2 separate regions of the Triticum aestivum genome follow, and region 1 is linked to region 2. Evidence: chromatin contacts called from public Hi-C data. All regions are on one chromosome and are shown on one strand. The core of a region is the stretch at or near the end of the contact, and the rest is flanking DNA. Distances in the headings are between cores, read along the strand shown.

What was found. A called contact is a pair of places that touch in the nucleus more often than the background predicts.
Region 1: a contact with region 2 is called in a Hi-C map of leaf, with 6 times the contacts expected there. The contact joins the promoter of LOC123052440 here to the promoter of LOC123055738 in region 2. A contact is called at or near these places in 2 of 5 Hi-C or Micro-C datasets (leaf and an unstated tissue) and 1 of 1 datasets of contacts at active chromatin or transcription factors (leaf).

Annotation. Positions count from the first base shown.
Region 1 is chr2D:181,922,513-181,928,885 of IWGSC CS RefSeq v2.1, reverse strand. LOC123052440 (G-type lectin S-receptor-like serine/threonine-protein kinase At2g19130) reads right to left here and starts at 3,350. Exons shown (of 1, transcript XM_044475617.1): 1 at 523-3,350. The coding sequence starts at 3,175. The coding sequence ends at 707.
Region 2 is chr2D:181,615,466-181,621,211 of IWGSC CS RefSeq v2.1, reverse strand. It overlaps LOC123055738, which reads left to right and starts at 4,455. Exons shown (of 6, transcript XM_044479623.1): 1 at 4,455-4,509; 2 at 5,295-5,466. The coding sequence starts at 4,455. It overlaps LOC123052439 (mitochondrial pyruvate carrier 4), which reads left to right. Exons shown (of 5, transcript XM_044475615.1): 2 at 25-150; 3 at 1,872-2,134; 4 at 2,540-2,613; 5 at 2,705-3,026. The coding sequence starts at 96. The coding sequence ends at 2,756.

The DNA of each region.
Region 1 (6,373 bases), core at 2,101-4,600, 310 kb before region 2:
TCAATCCTGACCTTTCTGGTATCTGTACCTGGCTTAGTGGAAGCTCTAAAAAAGTAGTCTTGTTCTTTATTAGTTGAAAGCAATAGAGGGTTAGCCAGTTTACTTTCTTGGGCTCCAAACGAGCCAGTTGCTGTCCTAATAGAAGTTCATGTCAATCCAGCCAAGCCAGTGCCATGTGGTATTCTGCAAGTTTATACTCAAGGGCGTTACCTCCTGGAAATATCCCATGGAGAGGCAACGCGTCCATTGATTTCTTCTGTCCATATTACCAGTTTTATCATTTGAATTGACTTGTCTTCCCACTTCCCAGACAACAGTTGTATCTGTTGCTAACTTCCTCAGTTGACTGGACTTTCCTTTGTGAAATTATGGTTGTGCTTCTGCCAAATAGCACAAGCAAAATTATGCCATGACCGCCTTTTTCCAAGACACGTGTTTGTGAAAAGGCAGACACTTGCCATGAAAAAAATGTTATTTGTTTTTGTCTAAATAGTAAAGTAGTTTCGATTCCGCAAGATAGCATGCAACAGAAATCTCGTTTTTATTTTGGCTACTCAATTCTGCTGTGAGCCTACAGTGTTTAAATTGGTACATAGGACGACATAAAAAGCTGAGTTTACTAGTTTCTACATATACAACATCACTTACTGATAGCACTTTTCAAACATATAAAGGCCTTGCCCTCATAAATTGCAGGGTTCCCTGATTACGAACTTTGGAAATGTGAATTGCCTGAAGTAGCACTGTGTGTCTGAGAAGTTGTTGTGCTGTTTTGTGTCTGGGAAGTCTGGCTTGAAGACAGATCTGAGAAGAAATTTATGACATCAGGGCTTTCACCAAGAGCTCTCAGTGACCTGGGAACGGGAGGCATATTCACATCTAGAAACCCCTCTAGGATTTGGACAATCTGACCTGTCGTGGGTCTAGTGCTTTCATCATCTTGGATGCACCAACAAGCAACCTTACAAGCTCTTGTGAGCTCGTCAGGATTTGCATCTCCTTTCAGCCTAGGGTCCAACAAGGTCTGCACATCCCCTTCATGGAGCTTGCTTGCAGCCAAGGTTGGGAAGAAAGTGGACCTGCCCTCCTCTCCATGATCAGAATTCCTCCTGCCTGATATGATTTCAAGGAGCATCATGCCATAGCTGAATACATCTGCCTTCGCGGTTATGGGCACGCCACTGATCCATTCAGGTGCAAGGTAACCCCTTGTTCCTCTCATCGTCGTTAAAACACGGCTGAAGTCCCGGCCTAAGAGCTTTGCTAGGCCAAAGTCGGATACTTTTGGTACAAAGGAATCATCCAATAGAATGTTATCTGGCTTGACATCGCAGTGTATGATGCAATCCCTACATTTTTCATGCAGGTAGTTTAGGCCTCTTGCTGTTCCAAGTGCAATTTGGTACCTAATGGCCCAGCTCAATGCAGTTGCCTCACCAGGGAAGAGTTGCACTTCCAGGGAGCCCTTTTGCATGTACTCATACACAAGCAGCCTCCTTGACCCTTCAGAACAGAACCCAAGAAGGCGGACCAAATTAACATGCTGGGTTGTCCCAATAGTGCTTACCTCAGCACGGAATTGCTTCTCCCCTTGATGAAACCCATCGAGCCTTTTCACAGCAATAGCAGTTGAATCTGGGAGCTTCCCCTTGAACACCGAGCCGAAGGCACCTCCCCCCAGCTTCTCTGAGAAGTTGCTGGTGACATGCTGCAAATCACTGTACCTGAAGGCAATCAACGTGCCCCCAGCAGTCTTTGATATCCGAAGAGTCCTATCTCGGCGATATTTCTGATATAGGAAGAAAAACACAATGGCAAGGATTATCAGAATTGCAGCAACTCCACCAACAACTGCACCAATGATCACTGCCTTGTTCTTTTTTGGGTCTTGCAGCTCGGATGCTGCAAGCCTGAGGAATAGTGTGCCAACTCCATTTCCACTGTACTGTTCTTGGAGGTTCACCAGGTCCCCAGACCAAATAAAACAGCCAGTTGTATTGTAAGTGTAAGCATCGCATGAACAGCTTTTCAGACAAACCTGCTCACATTCTTTCAAGCTGGCGCCCACTGCACCCCGAGCATTGTCAGGTAGCCTCACGCCTGCCATGGTATAGAACTTATCAGGCTTGGTCTGTGCGGAGCTCGAGTTGATCTGGCACTGCAATGGTACGTTCCTCCTGCACCCACCACTGTAATCCTGAAGATCCCAATCACTCTGGACCTTCTGGCTGAACCCCTTGACGCAGTTGCAGTACGGCAGCGCAGCCTCACTGCAGCTACCATATGCCCCACAGAGTGCATACACCTCACACTGCCTCCGCGGCTGTGACCAGAACAAGATCCACTGCTGTGAGTATTCCACCCATGTCAGCTGCTTGATCTGTCCGGTCACGTCCATGATGAACCGCGAGATGACTGCATCATCCTTCATCGAGTAGTAGAAATAGCTTTCTGTGGCGTTGTCGACGAATTGGAAGTCGTATCTGAAATTGGCCGTCATCTCTGGCACAAGGCTGAAGATATTGCCGTTCCAGGGGCCACTGGTCCAGTAGTTTATGGATTCATTCCACTGGATGAAGTACTGTGTTGTGCCGTTGGGGTCTAGCTCAAGAGAGGACAACCCAGGAGATGGGTCTAGGCTGTTCTTCCAAGGAATAAGCCTCTGGCTCAGACCCGTGGTCTTGTTCAGCCCGAGCTTGCCCCGCGGAAGCCAGGTGTTTGTGGGATGGTCTATGCTTCGCCAATAAACTATCGATGCATCGGAGGCATCGGTGAGTTCAAGGCTACCGCTGTCCTTGATGGTGGCCATGGTGGAGTTGGAGGCTATACTTACATTGGTCGACCATAGCAGCCGGTTCTTGGCTTGATCAAGGAGGACAAGGTTGCCGTTGCGGGCGATTTCCAAGGAGGCGGTGGCCGGGTCGGACACCGGCTTGTCGGTGTTCCACACGGTGGTGAGCACTGGTATGTTGCTGTACCATATGGCTATGTAGTAATTGCTGGAGGTGGATGAGGTGGTGTTACTCTGCGATGGGGAGTAGAAGCCCACGGTGAACTTGTTGCCCGGGGACACGATCTTCTGTGACCCAGACAAGGGTGTGGCGGAGTTGATGGTGTCGCCGGCTGTGCAGAGCAGGGTTTGGCCGAATAGGAGGAGGAAGAAGAATGGATCCATGGATCATGGATGGGAGCTTAGAAGAATAGCAAGGGCTTGAGCGAGGATGGGAGCCTGAACTTTGGAGCCACTCGTGGCTGTGGTTGGACACAGGTTTCTGAGCCTGGTGAGCTACAGGGTTGATTAAATAAGCAGCCCTCTTTGACCTGGTACAGCAGCAGCAAAGGCTGATTGAGAGCCACACGCCCTGCTGCTGCTGCTGCTGCTGAATTGTATAGATGAATTAACAGAATAGTAGGAGTACTAGAATCTTGTGTTAGAATTTATGGCACATGGTTAACGTGTTTTCTTTTCCTTGCTTGATTTATGTTGTGTCACCTCACTTCAATTGCAGTTGCAATCCGAGGTAGCATAGCTATGATGGTAGCGATGTATGTCACTTTCCCTTCTTTAATTATTATTATTCCACTGGATGAAGTACTGTTTTGTGCCATAGGGTTTATTGTGTCATAGAGTACTATTTTCTCTTCATTGATTAATATTAGTGAACAGAAAATGCCAATATCTGACTCTTGCCATGATGCTGACTGTCGGCGACTAAAAAAAGGGAGAAAAATGGTGGGAAGCCAGAAAAGTGGGTTTCCGGCTTTGACTTGGAATATTTAAACGATGGCAGATCTTTGGCCGCAAATATTTTAAGACTGACTTGTCATCTTGCGAATACTCAAAGTTGCAGAACTTTTTTTAGGTTACTTCCAGAATTCAACAACCTGCACGACTCCTCTGGAAGATGGCCAGGCAGATCTTGCAGCTTTGCTGCTGTTCGTCTATCTCTCTCTCTCTTCTAGAACGGGTATCTACCTGGTCTGGGTGAACACCAGAATTTTGAATTGTCTTGTTCGATTTACAGTGCAGTCAGTTCAAGGTTGCGATTTTTCAAAGTCATGTTAATAATCATCCGTGATCGCAGTCTCCACTGAAGGTCTCTGATCACCTTTTCCTTCTTTCCAGCTGTAGGGTTTATACACGCACCTCAGTAACTGAGCGCAGAGACGGATAAGCGCAGAGCCAGTCCACATATGTGTCGAGCTCCAGAGGTATTTACTGGTTACATGGGGCCCAAACTCGGGGCAAAATGACCGGTCGGGGAAAGGAGCGTGATGGCCGTGTTTGACTGGTAATAAGGCTGGTCATAGTGGGGAGTAACATATACTGGTATCATGCATATGATATTAGTGTATAATACTACATTCATAGTGCATAGTATGATAAAATAGTATCATAGATGGTCTCATTTATTGTCATGCATGACACATAGCAGCATAATATTTATTATGTTACGGTATCTATCTATGTTAGAGCAAGTATAATAGAGACTAGTCAGCAGGCTATAACATCTTCCACATCAGCAAAATCATAGCTGAAGGAGAGAGAAGTAAGGAGAGAGAACCAAGCCGGCGCTTCATCAGTAGCTGAGCGATAGCACAGGAAACGAGGGAATGGAGCCTGCATGCAGCCTGTGCGAGCGCTATGGACGGCGTTTAGCTCCTCCCAGCCAATCCTTGGACTTTCCTTTGCCTCAGCACAACATGCATGCATTAAATGTATAGCTAATACTACAGCCGTTCTACTATACGAGGTTTTTCAAATGCGGGCTATAGATGACATGGCGTTGCTATAGAGCCGGCAGCAGGCTTTACTATTAACCTTGCTCTTACTATGACCCTTTCTCTCTTCTTTAATTATCTGCCACGTAAGCATGTTTGCGAGTCCCAAGTACATGATACTACTCCCTCCTTTCCGGTTTATAAGGCTTATCTCAAAATTTTAGTTTTTTCATTTTATAAGGCTCAATTTGGTTGTTCCCATCACATATTCAGATTCCAAGATGCATTAAATCATTACATGCAAGTATTAAGAGAAAATTGACCAATGTATGTACTTTATGCATGCATGCATTGCAATTAATGCATTGGTAAACATATTTTTTTAGAAAAACAAGAGCATTAATTGGGTGCTTTTACAAACTACAAAAAGTATTTCATCACACACCATCTACCTTGGTTGGTGAGATTTTTGAATTGAGCCCTATAAACCGGAAAGGATGGAGTAGTTATGTTACCCCCACTATGGCCAGCCTAATAACAAGGCTAGATACAACCTCTTTCTTATTCCCTGATTCCTGGGTAAATCATGTTTCAGGTAGTGCCCTGTCCTGCTCGGCCATTCAAGAGCTTTTATGATACGGGCCCAGCATTAAGTAGCGTTAAAGGTGGTGGACGGATAGAAACGAAATGGAGGAGACATCAGCACGCGAGTGAGAGGAGGGGAGCCAGGGCATTCTTGATATTTTCCGAAGAGAAAAATTCATTATAGGGCCGGGGATCCCGTGGAATGAGCCTCCTGCTCTTCCGCAGGCGCATCGGGGTCGGGAGAATCTGGTTCACCGAGCTCGGCGCGGCGAAACCGCTATAACTTGCGTCGGTGGCCAATTTAGTCTCTGTAGTTAGAAATACCCGAAATACAATTACTAAACTTGTTTTAGGGTCACGTACGGTCCATTCTACGCTTTGCTCTACGTATTTGTTGATGTGGCACTTGTCCAGTCACCCACTTGGCCGCTTGACTGCCACGTCATCTTACCCGGGAACCAAGGTTTTTTTTTTTTGTAAAATCGCCACAAATAAAAAAAAAACTCTCCCGTCCACAACGCTCCCTCTCGCCGCCGATCCCCTTCCTCCACCACCACCACCAGCGGCACCGGCCCGGCATGCTCCGCCTCCTCCTCCGCGGCGCCACGGCTTCCTCGGGACCCCGCACCACAATAAAGACGACCACCGCCTCCTCCTCAACCTCCTCGATGTCCTGGGTGTGCGCGGTGGCGTCCTTGCCCCTGCCGGCGGCATCGAGCAGGAAAGTGGAGTTGGGGCTGCCGCTACTGAAGAGGAGGCACAAAAAGCAGCCGCGGTAGACGCCGGTGCCCACTTGCGGTGTGCGGCGGACGAGTAGGGCGAGTGGCCGGACATGGCGTGGGTGGCCTCGGCCTGCAGGAGCTCTCCGTCGCCGCGGCGACAGCGCGAACTGCACCATCAGCACGTCGGCAGCCTCCATGACCCATCCGCACGCTGCCCCATGACCGGTGACTTGAGCTGGGCGGCATCCTGGAGTGGCCGGGCTCCCCTGTAGATTGAACTCCGATACTATTCAGTACCACTTGGTCTGAAATTTGCACATTTTTCTTGTTCTTGCAGCAGGAAT
Region 2 (5,746 bases), core at 3,206-5,705:
ATACACTTTTATGTCTGCTTGTAGGAGCACGGGACAGCAATTAAGTGAGTGAAAACAGGTCGTGCAGAAAAACAGGAAGGCCTGTTATAGTTTCAATGGCTTCTTCAAAGCTTCAAGCTTTTTGGAACCATCCTGCTGGCCCCAAAACCAGTTAGTGATATTCATACCCGCCCTTAAGTTTCTAGTTGTTAATTCTGTTTTGGTTGTCAATTGCCAGCTTTATTTTAGATATTGTACACACCAAGACTCTCTTTAATGATTTTTATTGACATCAGGATAGCTTGCACATGTTCTTTTTATACAGAGGGATACTTACCAGCATTGCTTAGGAGTGATAGCCGATTGCCAGACTAGAATTTAGGAGGAGAGGGATGCTGGGGAATTATTTGTTCAGTTAAAAACAGTAACAGAAAAGTAGCAACCCGGTAGCCAGCTTTGAACAGTTGTCTTTGATCATGTTCTGGTTCTGCATTGGTTGTTATAAAGGCCAGTGTTGGCTTATTCTGCCTGTCATTGGACTTTTTGTTTTTTCTTTCTCCTTTTAGCTTGTGCTCATGTGCAATTTGATTTGTGTTGGGTTTTCCAGGTTTGTGGCACCCCGTAAACCCAGAAGAACTATATGTTACTCTGCTTTTTAGTACTCCCTCCGTCCCAAAATAAGTGACTGAACTTTGTACTAACTTTGTACTAAAGCTAGTACAAAGGTGAGTCACTTATTTTGGGACGGAGGGAGTATATGGGACTGGGATGACAACTTTCCTTGTATTCAAAAAGGACTAGGAGAAAAAAAGTGAACGAGAATACAAATTTAAGACAGATTAATGACATCACAGATAAAACCTGAAAAAAAACCTAGAAACGGCAATTTTTCAGACCCCTCCTGCAGACAACCACTGCGCTTCATGGTGCAATTCGCTGATGACCCATTTGATTCTGGTACTAGCCAGTTCCACCTTCTGCTTACTTTCGCTGAGTAGACATCTACATTGCTGCACTGCGTGGGAGTAAAAATATGTATTATAATGCATCAGCGAGTTAGCCAAGAACTTCTTCTGTTCTGTTCTGATTAGCCATAGTGGCTATGGCCAGATATTTTATCAACATACTTGATTTGAAAATGTCCCTCACAAAGTACAATAGGGAGTGGGGAACTCCCTGCCAAACGAATGTATCTCTCATACAGCTCCAAACAAACTTAGCGATGGGGCACATAAAGAGTACATAGTCGATGTCCTTTAGCTCACCATGGAACTGAATTGTTCATCCTCTTGCCAATTGCACATTTTTCATTTGCTCTCGTATCTGAATTTCCCCCTGGTAAACTCGTACTCCCTCCTTCCGGAAATACTTGTCCTAGAAATGGTTGTATCTAGACTTATTTTAGTTATAGATTCATCCATTTTATCCATTTTTAGGACAAGTATTTCCGGACGGAGGGAGTACTAAGAAAAGGCTTGCAAAGATCTTGCGTTCTTGTGATAATAAGTTAGGGATTAAAGTGATATAGTGGTAAATACTGATGTTTTCTCACGCCCCGAGACAACATCTTCTCCTTAGAGAGTTAGATGGTCTCCTGCTTCTTCACCAGCTTTTACCAACTTTATGTAAGGTCTTCCCATGCTTGAGCTGCATTATTGGCTATGCGATACTCAACTTAGCATTACACTAGTTTGCATCGTGGAAAATGTGTTATTGGTCAGTATTGTGAATCATGGACCATGTCAAATGCCAAATTTTGTGGTTTTGCACTAAAATGTAATCGAAATCTGCTGGATGGTGCATTTAACCATGTATGTAATGGAAATCTATTGGATAGTGCATTTAACAAGTTATTGCACCTAAGATACTGAGACAATATACCTACATTGCAGTTCATTTTTGGGCTCCAACATTTAAATGGGGTATCAGCATTGCGAACATTGCCGATTTCGCCAAGCCACCGGAAAAGATATCCTATCCTCAGCAAGTTGGTATGTCCATGCCAGGCAATTCTGCACTTGTGTTCCAGACAACATGCCCACTTGTTTACTACGCAATCCTTGTGTACTTCTCACATGCTACTTCTGTTGTATCGCGTGCAGCTGTTGCTTGCACTGGAATCATCTGGTCACGCTACAGCATGGTCATTACACCGGTAAGCCATTGATACTTGTTCAGTACATTTAATCTGTAACATTTCGTGCTAAAAAGATATTGTTTGTTGCATGGATCTTCTGATATGATACCTTTTTAAGTACTCCCTGGACTGGCTGTTGATGCTCAGCTTCTTGTTGAATATTTAATATTCCTAAGCCTTCTCCTTTCATTTTTTGAGTACCCTTGAACCCCAGACCTCAGTAAGGAACAATCACTCTCCTTGTTATTAACTATCATATTGATTTCTTATTGACCTTGCTCTGAAAGTGTTCCTGAACAGCAATGGGCGGCATTGAGACATATAAGATCTTTATTTCTGTTGGAGCACCCATTGTTCTTATTCTGTGGTGCTTTCCATTATAACGTTGCTTATCTCATCCTTGGTAATGTTATAATCTTCCAGAAAAACTGGAACCTTTTCAGTGTAAACGTTGCAATGGCCGGCACAGGCTTGTATCAGCTTTCCCGTAAAATAAGGTTTGTCACGAAGTTGATTCGTGTTTTCCCATTTGCTGCTTCATGTCTCAGAAAAGTAAGATGCCACAGTTTGTGTCGATTTTCTTTGCAGGAAAGACTACTTTGAAGATGAGAAAGAGGTTGCCGCATCACTGGAAGGATAGTGACGAACGGATTAATCGACTGAAAGCCCCGCTGCCTAAAATTCAGTGTGCCGCAGGGATGTGTCGTTTCATCTGAGACAGGAATCCATTGTTTCTTTCCATGTCCGAATTGGTTTGTGTCGCTCAGTTGCACCCATGAACAGAGCAATGTGCAAAATTTACACAAACAAGCAAATATTTCTTTATGCATTGTGCAAAAAAAAAACATGCAAATACATCAACCGATCCCTTGTATTTTGTCCTGCCATTCAGTCGTTTGTTACTAGACCATTGCTATTAGTTTTTTTTAGGAAAATGCCATCATGGCGGTTTATATTTCATGTGAGAATAAAGATACATCGTTTGTTAAAACATCCACTAAGAAACCCGGGGGCTTTGATTTTCAAACAATTGTTCGAGACACCTCCGAGTTCTTAGCTAGCAGATCCGCCGCCATATTGGCTTCCCGAGGGCAATGGCTAAAAACTATAGAGATAAAATTGCTATTAGTTGGCATCCGCAATGGTCGTGTGCCGCCTTTTGCACGAGTAAGGGCTATTGCGGCACGGGGCGTGCACGAAGCCTCCTTTTTTTTTGAGGGGTGACGGAGATGGTGCTCCAACTGTTGTCATATTCCATTGAGGTTCAACATACAACCCATTAACGGTGGCGCAAAGGGCGCACTCTCGCGCTAGCCACGTCGTCACAAGAAGACAAAAAGAAAAACAAGGTTCATGCTCCCGCACAGCTCGCTCGATCCCCTTTCTCCTCTCGCTTTCCTGTCTCTCTCTCCACAATACACCGCCGCCGCCGCCTTCACCGCCACCGCCGATTCCTCCTGGGCATGGCCGTCTCCGGCGCCGCCATCAATAGACGGGACTCCACCTCGCCCCACTCTACCGATTTCCCGCCCTAGTCGCAGCTCTACGCCCCCGCTTGCGCCCGCACAGATAACCCTAGAGTGTAGGTCGTGGGGGAGGACGGAGAAGAGGTCATGGGGGAGGAAGAAGAGGAGGACATGGAGGCCACGGGGGAGGAAGAAGATGGCCCCCTCATTCCCGAAGTTGGTCTTCGCATCAACTGTGCTCGCTCCGCCTCTGCTTCCAGCGACCACGCCCGCCACAGTCTGGTGAGCTTCTTCTCCTGTTATGTTCCTGTACCATTTGGTGGCCTCTCTCCCTTCCCGTTTCAGGAGAGGAGTCAAGTACTGGCTAGGTTTTTGTAAATAGGTTGTTGGTTTCTTCTCGTGGAGTAGATTCTCAGGTCTAGCTAGGTTCCAAATAAATTTTGGGTTAGTCTTGTTATGTTGGTACCTTGCTGTCCTGGAGATTTGGATCTAGCTAGGTTTTTACATAGTATGTATTTGTGATAATTGACTACAACAAGACACTTGAAAGTAAATCTAATTCTAAGAGAATGTCTTGTACAACCTGCCATGCGTCTGCAATTAACAAGAATGAAACTACGAACAGGCTATATAGATTTGGCCATTTTCTTTTTTGCATAACTGATTTCCTATGACGTTGTCTGTACTGTTGTTTAAGTAAGTATTAAGAGCAGTACGTACTTGTTTCCTATCAAACTGCATCTACCAAGCACTGTACATTTCCCTATTCTCTGTTCCCTTCCAAAAACAGAATAAATTTAGGCTTAAGGCCTGTTCGGAGTCCCTCCGGCTCCACGACTCTGCTCCCGGAGCGGACGAAGCAGTAGCTTAAAATGTTGGAGCGAGCAAACAGTAGCTCCGCAGATCCTGGTATTTCAAGGAGCAGTGGTTTGCCGAACGGGACCTTACTATCTAACAATAATTCTTCTGTCCATTCGAAGTGTTGTGATTTCCAAACTGAATATTTTAGCATATTATTTTCACCAAGCATGATGTGATATTGTAGAGTTTTAGGATGATGTGAAGCTCATGGCTGCCATGAACCGACAAGCTTATATATTCTCTTTCTCCTGGTCAAGGCAATTGCAATTACTCATGTGGTTATATAATGCAATATCTAGGATGGACCTTTAGCTGCTGAGACCAGCAAATTAGAAAGATGACAAAAACGATCTCATTTTATTTGTATTAATTCCTCGGTTATCATTTTCTGGAATTACTTGCTTTTTAAAAGGACTTTAGAAGGTTCTTGGGTTCAGTCGTTCAGTTATCTGTGTCACTATTCCTTATCAAAGCAGCAGCATTTTATTGTTCTCTCATGCCAAGGTCTTCTTGGTTTCTTATCAACGCGAGTCAACTATAGTCTCATGTTAAATTGCAAGTTTATACTTTTATCATTACAGAGGTGTTGTTGATTTGTTTGATCTCTTGAACAATTGAACAATATTTACTTGTTTACAGTCACACATATCCAGTTGGAATGCTATGACAGGGTTATTAGCCAGGCATGAGGCCTTTTGTCTTCTTAAAAACTATTTGGTTGGAATGATTGACGTGCCACGCCACTGCTGCACTGTAAGACCCCTCAACAGTGATCAATCCCGTGTTTGCTCATACCGATTGCCAGATTCACGCTCCTAGAGGATGTGAACGACAGTGACATCCTGATGCAGGAGTAGCAGCGACGACGGCTGCTGAGCAGCAACCTGAGGTGCCGGTGTTAAGCGTGGATGGCCAGATCTGTGCGGCGGAGGGCGTGGCCGATGCTGGGATGGAGGTCTTGCTGCCAGCCTCCAAGCAGTCGGTAGGCGCAATGGATCCTAAAGCTCCAGGCTGGATCAAAAGGTATGTCGATTTGGAGTGTTACATGCTCAATGTGACTGAAAACTGGACTTATTAGTGTAGGCATAAACATTGCAGGCACTGATAAGAAAAGATATCTTAAACAAGTACTGCACCTTGAGATCTAGATGATTCTGCATTTAGTGTTATGATATGTAGTTATAGCTGATACTACTAAATGGCTCAGATGTACTTGCATCTTTAAAAATCAGTGATTTAGCGAACATTCTGCCAATTGACACATGAAGCAGAGTATAAGAAGTTATAGCATGTTACAGATAAA